Linked DNA regions of Mus musculus: all the other regions are linked to region 2. The links are chromatin contacts, called in public HiChIP or PLAC-seq maps. All regions are on one chromosome and are shown on one strand. The core of a region is the stretch at or near the end of the contact, and the rest is flanking DNA. Distances in the headings are between cores, read along the strand shown. Region 1 holds the start of Pilrb2 (paired immunoglobin-like type 2 receptor beta 2). Region 2 holds the start of Zfp68 (zinc finger protein 68). Region 3 holds the start of Nyap1 (neuronal tyrosine-phosphorylated phosphoinositide 3-kinase adaptor 1).

What was found. HiChIP or PLAC-seq counts read pairs in DNA pulled down with a chosen protein or histone mark.
Region 1: a FOXA1 HiChIP or PLAC-seq map of pancreatic cancer cells shows a contact between it and region 2. The contact joins the promoter of Pilrb2 here to the promoter of Zfp68 in region 2. A contact is called at or near these places in 2 of 39 promoter capture datasets (cranial neural crest and hippocampal neurons) and 2 of 115 datasets of contacts at active chromatin or transcription factors (embryonic forebrain and pancreatic cancer cells).
Region 3: a contact with region 2 is called in a FOXA1 HiChIP or PLAC-seq map of pancreatic cancer cells. The contact joins the promoter of Nyap1 here to the promoter of Zfp68 in region 2. A contact is called at or near these places in 1 of 39 promoter capture datasets (hippocampal neurons) and 1 of 115 datasets of contacts at active chromatin or transcription factors (pancreatic cancer cells).

Annotation. Positions count from the first base shown.
Region 1 is chr5:137,870,400-137,873,099 of GRCm38.p6, reverse strand. Pilrb2 (paired immunoglobin-like type 2 receptor beta 2) reads left to right here and starts at 1,342. Exons shown (of 5, transcript NM_001384202.1): 1 at 1,342-1,531; 2 at 1,849-2,235. The coding sequence starts at 1,447.
Region 2 is chr5:138,618,293-138,620,992 of GRCm38.p6, reverse strand. It overlaps Zfp68 (zinc finger protein 68), which reads left to right and starts at 1,250. Exons shown (of 6, transcript NM_013844.2): 1 at 1,250-1,384.
Region 3 is chr5:137,739,881-137,742,580 of GRCm38.p6, reverse strand. Nyap1 (neuronal tyrosine-phosphorylated phosphoinositide 3-kinase adaptor 1) reads left to right here and starts at 1,413. Exons shown (of 7, transcript NM_001347505.1): 1 at 1,413-1,530.

The DNA of each region.
Region 1 (2,700 bases), core at 93-2,592, 750 kb after region 2:
CAAACTGTCAGGACATGACAGTTTGTGTCTGGATCAGAACAAGGTATCTGAGGACCATGGGGACTGTAAAGGGAGTCAGAGAAGCAGACATGAAAGAGGGCAGGCTGCAAAGCCAGCTGCAGGGAAGCAGGAACAAGGCGATCAGTGCCAGGGAACCTAAGGAAATGGGAAGAGGTCTCTGCACATGTCACTCAGGGAGATTGATGCCACTTCCTCTGACACCATCATGTGTTTGTGCCCTTCAGGAAGCTGATGGCACCATGTCCTGAGGAAGGGTAGTTTGAACCTCCTTAGAACCAGCCCTGAGGTCACCACAGCCTCTGCCCCAACCTTTCAACCCAAGTCACAGGCCAGCTGTGTCCACTGTCAGCCATGTCCCAGGCCTTACATCATGAATGACACATGGCTGCTCAGAGCTGTGTTTGCCCACTTAGTCCAAAGAAGGTTCTCCTGTGGCCATAACTAGAGGAAGTCACTCAAGAGCTTTGTGGAAAGAGCCTCCTCAGAGGCTGCACTGAGCAGGCAAACTGAAGTCTCTGTGTGGAATGGAAGACTCCAAGAACTCAATGTGACTAAAGTCCAGTCAATGAGCCACGTGGCTGTTGTATGACATGTGCCTTGACTTCTCTGATCCTTGTTATCCTCTCCTGAGTGAGTGTTATGGTAGGAGGAGGAGAGGCAGGAAGGCTCCTTTAGAAACTGGAGTAGCTTTAGAGTCACTGTCCAGGAAGCCAAAGGAAGTTGGAGGCTCTACCACAGAGATCAGGGCAAGGTGGAGGGGATCCTCAAAGCCTTGATTCTGCCTGGGCACTGGGAAGGCTCCCTGAAAGGCAAGAAAGAGCAAGTTGCGATGGGGACAGAGAGGGGGAAGGAAGAGCAGGGTAAGGGGGTTATTGTGCTAGGGCCTGGGACTTACTGTGTTTCCTGATTACACCTTCCTCATTGTGTCTGAGGTGATTTAGAAACTGACAACTTCATTAGGTGAGATAATTAGAGAGAAATGTGACAACCAGCATGGTGGGAGACATAATGAGAAAGAGATTAAGTAGGGGGAAGGAAAGACTAGAAGAAAAATAGAGGAAGGGAAACAGAGATTACAAGCCACTTAGGAAATGGAAAACAGTAGATAAGATAGAAGATGAAGGTGGAAGAGAGGAGAGCCCTGCCTCCTGAGGACAAAGCCATGTCTCCAAGCCAACAATGGGGGCTGGGCCAAAGTCCAGTTATGTTGTCAGTGACCACAGGGCGGATCTTCTGCAACATGGGAAAAGAAGAAGCCAGATCAATAAAGGAAGTTGCTGGCCACAAGGAGGTGGAGATGGAAAGGTCCTGCCCCAACTCAGTCCTCCACATGAGAAGGCCTGGGGATCTGTCTCGCTTTACCCTGGTTCTCTCTGGACTCCTGAGCACCCCAGTGTCCCTAGACAGAGCATCCTTGCCTTCCTGATGGCTTTGCTGATCTCGCTTCCTGGAGAGACTCCAGCCATGGCTCAGATCCTGCTTCTGCTCTCATCAGCCTGTCTGCATGCTGGTGAGTGGTAGCGACCTCACTAGCAGGGACTTAACCTCAGGAGGGGACAATGGGGCTGGGAAGAGTAGGGAGTCATGTGGACAGGTGTCTGCTAGAGGAGCCAGCCAGGACTCTCTGCCCCAAGAGTCAGTTGACATTGCAGAGGGAGCCCAACCCAACCCTTCACTGTCTTTCCTGTCCCACTAGCTTTGGGGACAGTCCTGCCTTGTGTCTCACCCCTGCCTGTGCAAGAAGTCTCAGAATGTTCTGTGTTGTCCTTTCTATGTTTCCTGTCACTGTCCCCTGCAGTGGCTTCAGAGTCTCCCCATCCTTCCCAGGAAATTCAGCAAGATCAAACGGAGGAAATGACTTTGGGGTCAACCAACCTGAACGCTGCTCTGGAGTCCAGGGTGGCTCCATCGACATCCCCTTCTCCTTCTACTTCCCCTGGAAGTTAGCCAAGGATCCACAGATGAGCATAGCCTGGAGATGGAAGGATTTCTTTGGGCACTTCATCTACAACTCCTCCATGCCTTTCATACATGAGCACTTCAAGGGCCGGCTCATCCTGAACTGGACACAGGGTCAGACATCTGGAGTCCTCAGAATCCTGAACTTTAAGGAGTCTGACCAGACCTGGTACTTCTGCAGAGTTTTTCTGCAAACAACAGAAGGCATAAAGTTTTGGCAGTCACTTCCTGGAACCCAACTCACCCTGACACAAGGTGAGTCACCTTGGCTCGGGCTTTGATGTCTGTGGCTTCCTTGTCCTGTGCCTGTCACCTCAGGCTTCATAACTCTGAGCTTCCTTTCATATTCATTTCCCTTGGAACTGCCCATACCTCTGCCAACAGCACTTCCCTTGTAGTTGTGACTAGCCTTCTCTGCTACCTCTGCTATGGTTTTGTCATTCTCTGCAGACACAGAACCACACCTGACTCTAAGCTTTAGCATCTGTCCTTCCCTCCTGCTCACTCCCTTATTGTTCGAAATCTGACTACTCTCCTGCCAGCTTTCACACATGACTTCAAGCTGAATAAACTTCTCCAGAATGTAGCTGACTCTCTTGGCCCTACATAAGGACTCCAATTGATCCCTCTATGCAGCATCTCCACACAACTCCAACCTCAGCTCAGAAACTATAAAAGAACATATAGTGGGGACCATTGCATGTTCTGGTATCCTCAGGT
Region 2 (2,700 bases), core at 1-2,500:
TTTGTATTACAGTCACATAAGGTTGGATAACACGCCCTTCATTGTTCGGTAAACCAGCAGTGATTTTCTCTAAAGAAAATACCAGGCAAGACAATACTGATGTCATGACAATACTCAAGGCTCACCAATAGTTGCCTCTAGACCTATAAGCAGACTCAAGGCAAAGCAGGCCCCTAGAGGGGAGGTAGAAAGTATAGTCCTCGAGGAAGTATGCTACACTACAAAGGAGCTTTGTGAGTTTGCTAAGTCATTCAAACAGAAGTCTGTTTTATTTCTGTGAAGAGATACCAAGTCCAGGCTCTTTCTCCTCCTTTCCACGTGTGGATCAGGATGTAGCTCTCAGCTACCACTTCAGCACCAGGTACTTCACCATGCTCCCCACAACTGTGATAACAATAATAACAGACTAACCTCTGAAACTGTCAGCAGCCCCTCCTATCCCCCCTCCCAGTTAAATGCTTTCTTTTATAAGAATTGTCTTGGTCATGGTGTGCACCTTTGTTGTTCAAAATCAAGTGACCGGCCCCGAAATTATAAACATAGAGGAAATGGTAAAAATAACTCATCAGGTTAATATAGAAAAGACCATGAATTTGAGATGGAGAGAGGGAGGGGATATGAAAGGGTTTGGAGGAAGAAGACATGGTAAGAGTTGGAGAGAGGAAAGGAAAGAAAGAAATGATGTAAATATATTTAAAAGAATTTAAAAGAAAAACCCCATATACACCAGTATCACTCAAAGGAAAAAAAAAACTTAATTATTTTCATCACAAAAGGTCACACACTTAAGACAGTATATAATTTTTGCCTTGAATCCTTTTCTAGTACATTTTGGAAAGTCCAGACCGTCACAGCTGTACCAGAAAAAAGGCTCTAGGTAAGCCTGAAATAGAACCCAGATCCTCATTCTTTTGAGCAAACCATGTGACCTAGCTTATTCGCTATAAATTATGGAGGCAGACACTGTACATAGCAAGCTTTGTGTGTGTGTAAAATCACGCCACACGTTTATGTGATTTTAGGTATAGGAATATAAGGAATATGCTGAGTTTCACAAGAAACCCTCTGTCTTAAAATTAGCTGCAGCCAAGAACCTGTCATTCTGAGCTCCTACAGCTGTGCGTTGGCGCCATCTACTGTCACTCAAGGGGCTGGACCCGGAGCCCTGTCCAATCGGAGGCACTGAGTTGAGAAGTGTCCAATCAGACACACAGAGGGAGGGCGGGGGGCGGGCTTTGGCTGTCACCGGTCCTTTGTCTGGGAGCCGCCATCTTGGGCTCGGTGTTCCTGCCCAGGAGCCTCCTGCGCAGCTTTGTTGGCGTAGTGACGCTGTGGGTGCTGGACGATGGTGGGAGGACACCAGCGTCTCGCAGAAGTGGACTTGGTGAGTGTGCGGGTGGTGTCCGGAGGTGATGGCGCGGGAGCTGGGCGCGCTGTTGCGGAACGGGGTCTGCAGTCAGGCCTCGCGGGCGCTCGCGCTGGATCCCCGGGGCTGTGGGACTGCTCGAGCCCGGGCGTCCTGTCCCTCCGGATGCGGTGACTTCAGCGGGCTCTGGGCTACTCTGAGAAGGCTGCTTGGTTCCCGCAGGTTGTGTTGTGTTGGGTTCTTTTCCATTCCGTCTGTGAGGCTTTTTCTACGAGAGTGAGTGTGGCCCACCGGATACTTAGTTTCTCCTTCCTTCTTATGAGCCTGCTGGTTTCCTCTAATTTTTATAGAGGGTTGGGCATCCAGTCTCAAATCCAGAATCCTGAATGCCAGCCCCGCCCCTCCATATTCTTTATAAGCGTTCCCTGCCCCTATATTTACCTTTTTGCCTATTTTCTCAAATACCAACTTCCAGTTTCCATTATGTTAACTGTTATTCATTGTACATTTCAAATATGCAGTATTGTATAATGTAGTTTTTTTTTTCAATTTCTAGAGTACTAGAGAAAAGTACACTCTCAAGAACTTTAAATTTTTTTTTTTCTGTTTGTGAACACATCACGAAAACAGAAAGGAAAACAAATCATTTGACTCCTGAACATTGTGGGAAAAGTCATTGAGTTTTACATGAATGCTCTGTTAATGTGTTTCAGCATGCATATTACCATATAGCAACAAAATGGAATACTTGTTAACTATTTGCATACCAAAGTATCTGAGCATAACAGTTTAGTTTTGTTTTAATGCTGGTCATGTTTACAAATGTCCTCAAAAGTTCGATTGTATTTTAAGTTGTTTATGGGCTCATCCTTGGGGCATCTTTATGCACAGTAGGCCATGTCTGGAATTCAGTTCAATCAAGAACCAACTCATTGCCAAGTTGAGCAAATGATATTATTTAGAAAACATAGGTAAAGACCAAAACACCACAACTTAGTAAGTAGTAGATTATTTTACTTATATGTAAATATGTTTATTTGTGTGATTGTTTGCCATTAGCATGCAGTACCTTGGAGGCCAGAAGAGGGCACTGGACCCACTGCAGCTGCTGTAACAAGTTGTGAGGCATCTGGGAACTGAACTTGGGTCCTCTGGAAGGCTGGCTTTATTAAGAATCAAGTATTCTTAAATACTGAGCCAGTTCTCGAGCCCTAAGATTTTTATATTACCTAAGACTGACTTACAGAGAAGTCAACAAAAGATGATGGTTTAAAAAGTCACGGGTTTGGCCCTGCCCTCACATTGCATACACCTGAAGAACATTAAAGAGTATT
Region 3 (2,700 bases), core at 164-2,663, 880 kb after region 2:
TTCAGAGTGTGTTCTAGGACAGCCTGGGCTACACAGAGAAACCTTGTCTGAAAATTTTTAAAAAGCCACAGTCTTGCTCGTCTTGTCTGTCATATTTTCGCCATAGTAAAAATGGCTGTAGTAGCTGCAGTCAGGAAACAAGCTTCCCACGTACCCTTACTCCTCCAAACTGGATCCCTATATAGGCTGCTGGTTTACAAAGTGCTTACAACCCTCTTCCTTCCTAAGGTCTTTATTTATAGTCGCATGTAGGCCACGGTCGGCTTTGAACTTGTGTAGCAGAGGATGACCTTGAACTGAAGCGCCTCTTGATTCTACCTGAGGAATGCTGGGATCACAGGTGTGTGCCGCAGCGTGTCAAGCCTCAGTAAGGTTAATCGAGGCAAGTGTGAAATGAGACATGGCTCAGACAAGCAGTGGGATGTGCTTGGGGCCACACAACACACCTGCATAGATTTTGCCGCATTGAAAAGCGTCCACAGGTACCAGGGATTAGGATGTGCATATTTTGCAGGGGATATCTCCCCCCCCCCCCCCCCCCCCAGTCCTTGGCGGATACAGCAGAGGTCTTCTCGATGCTAATTTACCCAACCACAAAGCTATCCACGTAAGGAATTTGTCAGAGCTCTGATGAGAAAAGGTCAAAAGAGGGGAGGGGTGAGGTCACATCCCTAACCACTCCCAGGTGGTGCCCCTGGTGGTCTCCCGCACGGGCCAACCTGGTGCGCTCAGATCCTGGCGGGCGGCGCCCACGGAGTCAAAGGTTAGTAAGGAATGACTTGGAGCGCGGGGGCGGACGCGCGGAAGACTTTGAGCCCCACACGGTGGAACAAGGTCCGGGCGCCTGGGAGGCTGCAAGGGGAGGAGGCCCAGCACCGCCAGCCAATTCTCGTGCCCTCCCCGCACCTAGGGCGGGGTGGCAGGGTGGGGGCACGGCGGGGACTAAGCCAAGGGAGCACGCCCCCTGCTGAGCAGATGCGCTGATCTCCAGGCAGGCGACTCGGAGTCCCTCTGCCCGCCTCACCGCTTGGTAGCACCCAGGGGCCGCAGCCGCAGCCTCCCACCCGGGAGCACTAAGGCGCACCGGGTTCGCGGGTGGGTGCGACCTCCAGGCTTCCGCTGGGGGGCGCCGCTGAGCACCCCGCTCCGCTTAGGGCTTGGGAGACCCAACCCAGCACAACACGGCTGAGTAGGGGGCGCGGGTCGGCGAGAACCAGACGCCCGAAAGCTGCGGAGCGGAACTCCCACACCCCAAGACCATCCTCTCAAGATCCCCTGTACGCTCCGCAGTCCTTGCACCCTCCACCCTAACCTCCTGGTGCAGCGCCGCACCGCCGTTCCCGCTCTGCCCTTGGAGGGTGTGGAAGGGTGGGTTTGGGGCCGGGGGCGGGTCTGGGGGCGGACCCGGAGGCGGGGCTGTCTCTGCGGCAGGGCCCAGTTCGGCTCCCCCAGTCTCTCTCTGTCTCTCCTCCTCCCTCCTCCTGCTCCGGGCGGAGCCCGGCATGGGGGGGCCGGCGCCCGGCAGGCCAGGTACGGTGATGTAGAAACTGGGGAGGCTTCATGCGGGGAGGTGGTGATGGGGGGACTACGGGTAGGGAGGAATTGGCGGGGCGAGAGGCGGAGACACCCAGGGTAGCAGGACAAGGGGAAGAGGAGGGGGTGCCCCGGGAACCTGGGGCCCTTGGATGGAAAAGGGGGGGGGGGTTAAAGCAGGCCAGGTTTGGAACAAACTGGGGAAGGAGGAGGACGGCTGTGAGGAGGGGCTCCAGGGAGGAGACGTGAAGCTGAAGGCGAAAGGGAGAGAGTGTGTTTGGGGGAAGGGACGCAAAGCGCAGGTATGGAGGCCGAAGCCCAGAAGGTTGCTATGGGGCCAGACTGGAGACCCCCGCCAGGGTGGGATTCAAGGGCGGGACTACTAGGGGGGAGCCGGGGGTTCTCCCAAATCCTGGAGCAGACAGAAGGTAGATTGATTTGGGCTATCAGCAAGAGGAGGGAGGCAGAAACCATTGCTGAGGGACCAGGGAGCTGGAATAGAGGTGGACGGAGGTCCAGGCCCAGGATTGGAAAAGCGGGGACTCCGGAGAGTGAAGGTAGATGGATGGATGGGATTTCAGTTGCCCAACTCAGTATCACCATCCTTCCTTCAGCATCCCCACCCTGCCCTGATGAACCCCCCACTAAGCCTCAGGGCCTAAAAGAGGGTAGGAAGCCTAACTCCCCCCCCCCCCAAGCTGGGTGCAATGTACGCAAGTAGGCCCTGAGCACAACTTGTCTGTAGGTGTGGCCAATTCCATAGCAGATTTGTGTGCTAGAGGTCTGTGTGTATCTATCAGTGGGTGTGTCTGTGGGTGTTTATGTCTGTGTGTGTTGTTCCTGGGTTTGTGTTTACCTGTGCCCCTTTATGTCTGTCCCTATTTGTAGATATGTCTGTGGCCTGTGGTGTGTCTAAATATGCTGTGTCCCTACAGAGTTGCTGTATGCTTGTGAGGTCTGTCTGTCTGTGGTGGTTCGGGATATATTTACACAGAATGGGAATCTGTGCCAACCTGATCGCTCAGTGTCTGTGGCTCCAAACACCTTTGTCAGGGTGTGTGATTCTGGACACACACACTTCTATGGCTGCCTGTCTGGGAGGGGTTCCCTAAACTGTATGGGATATTCTGTGCCTGTGTTTTCCTTTTCTGAAGACCCAAATCACGT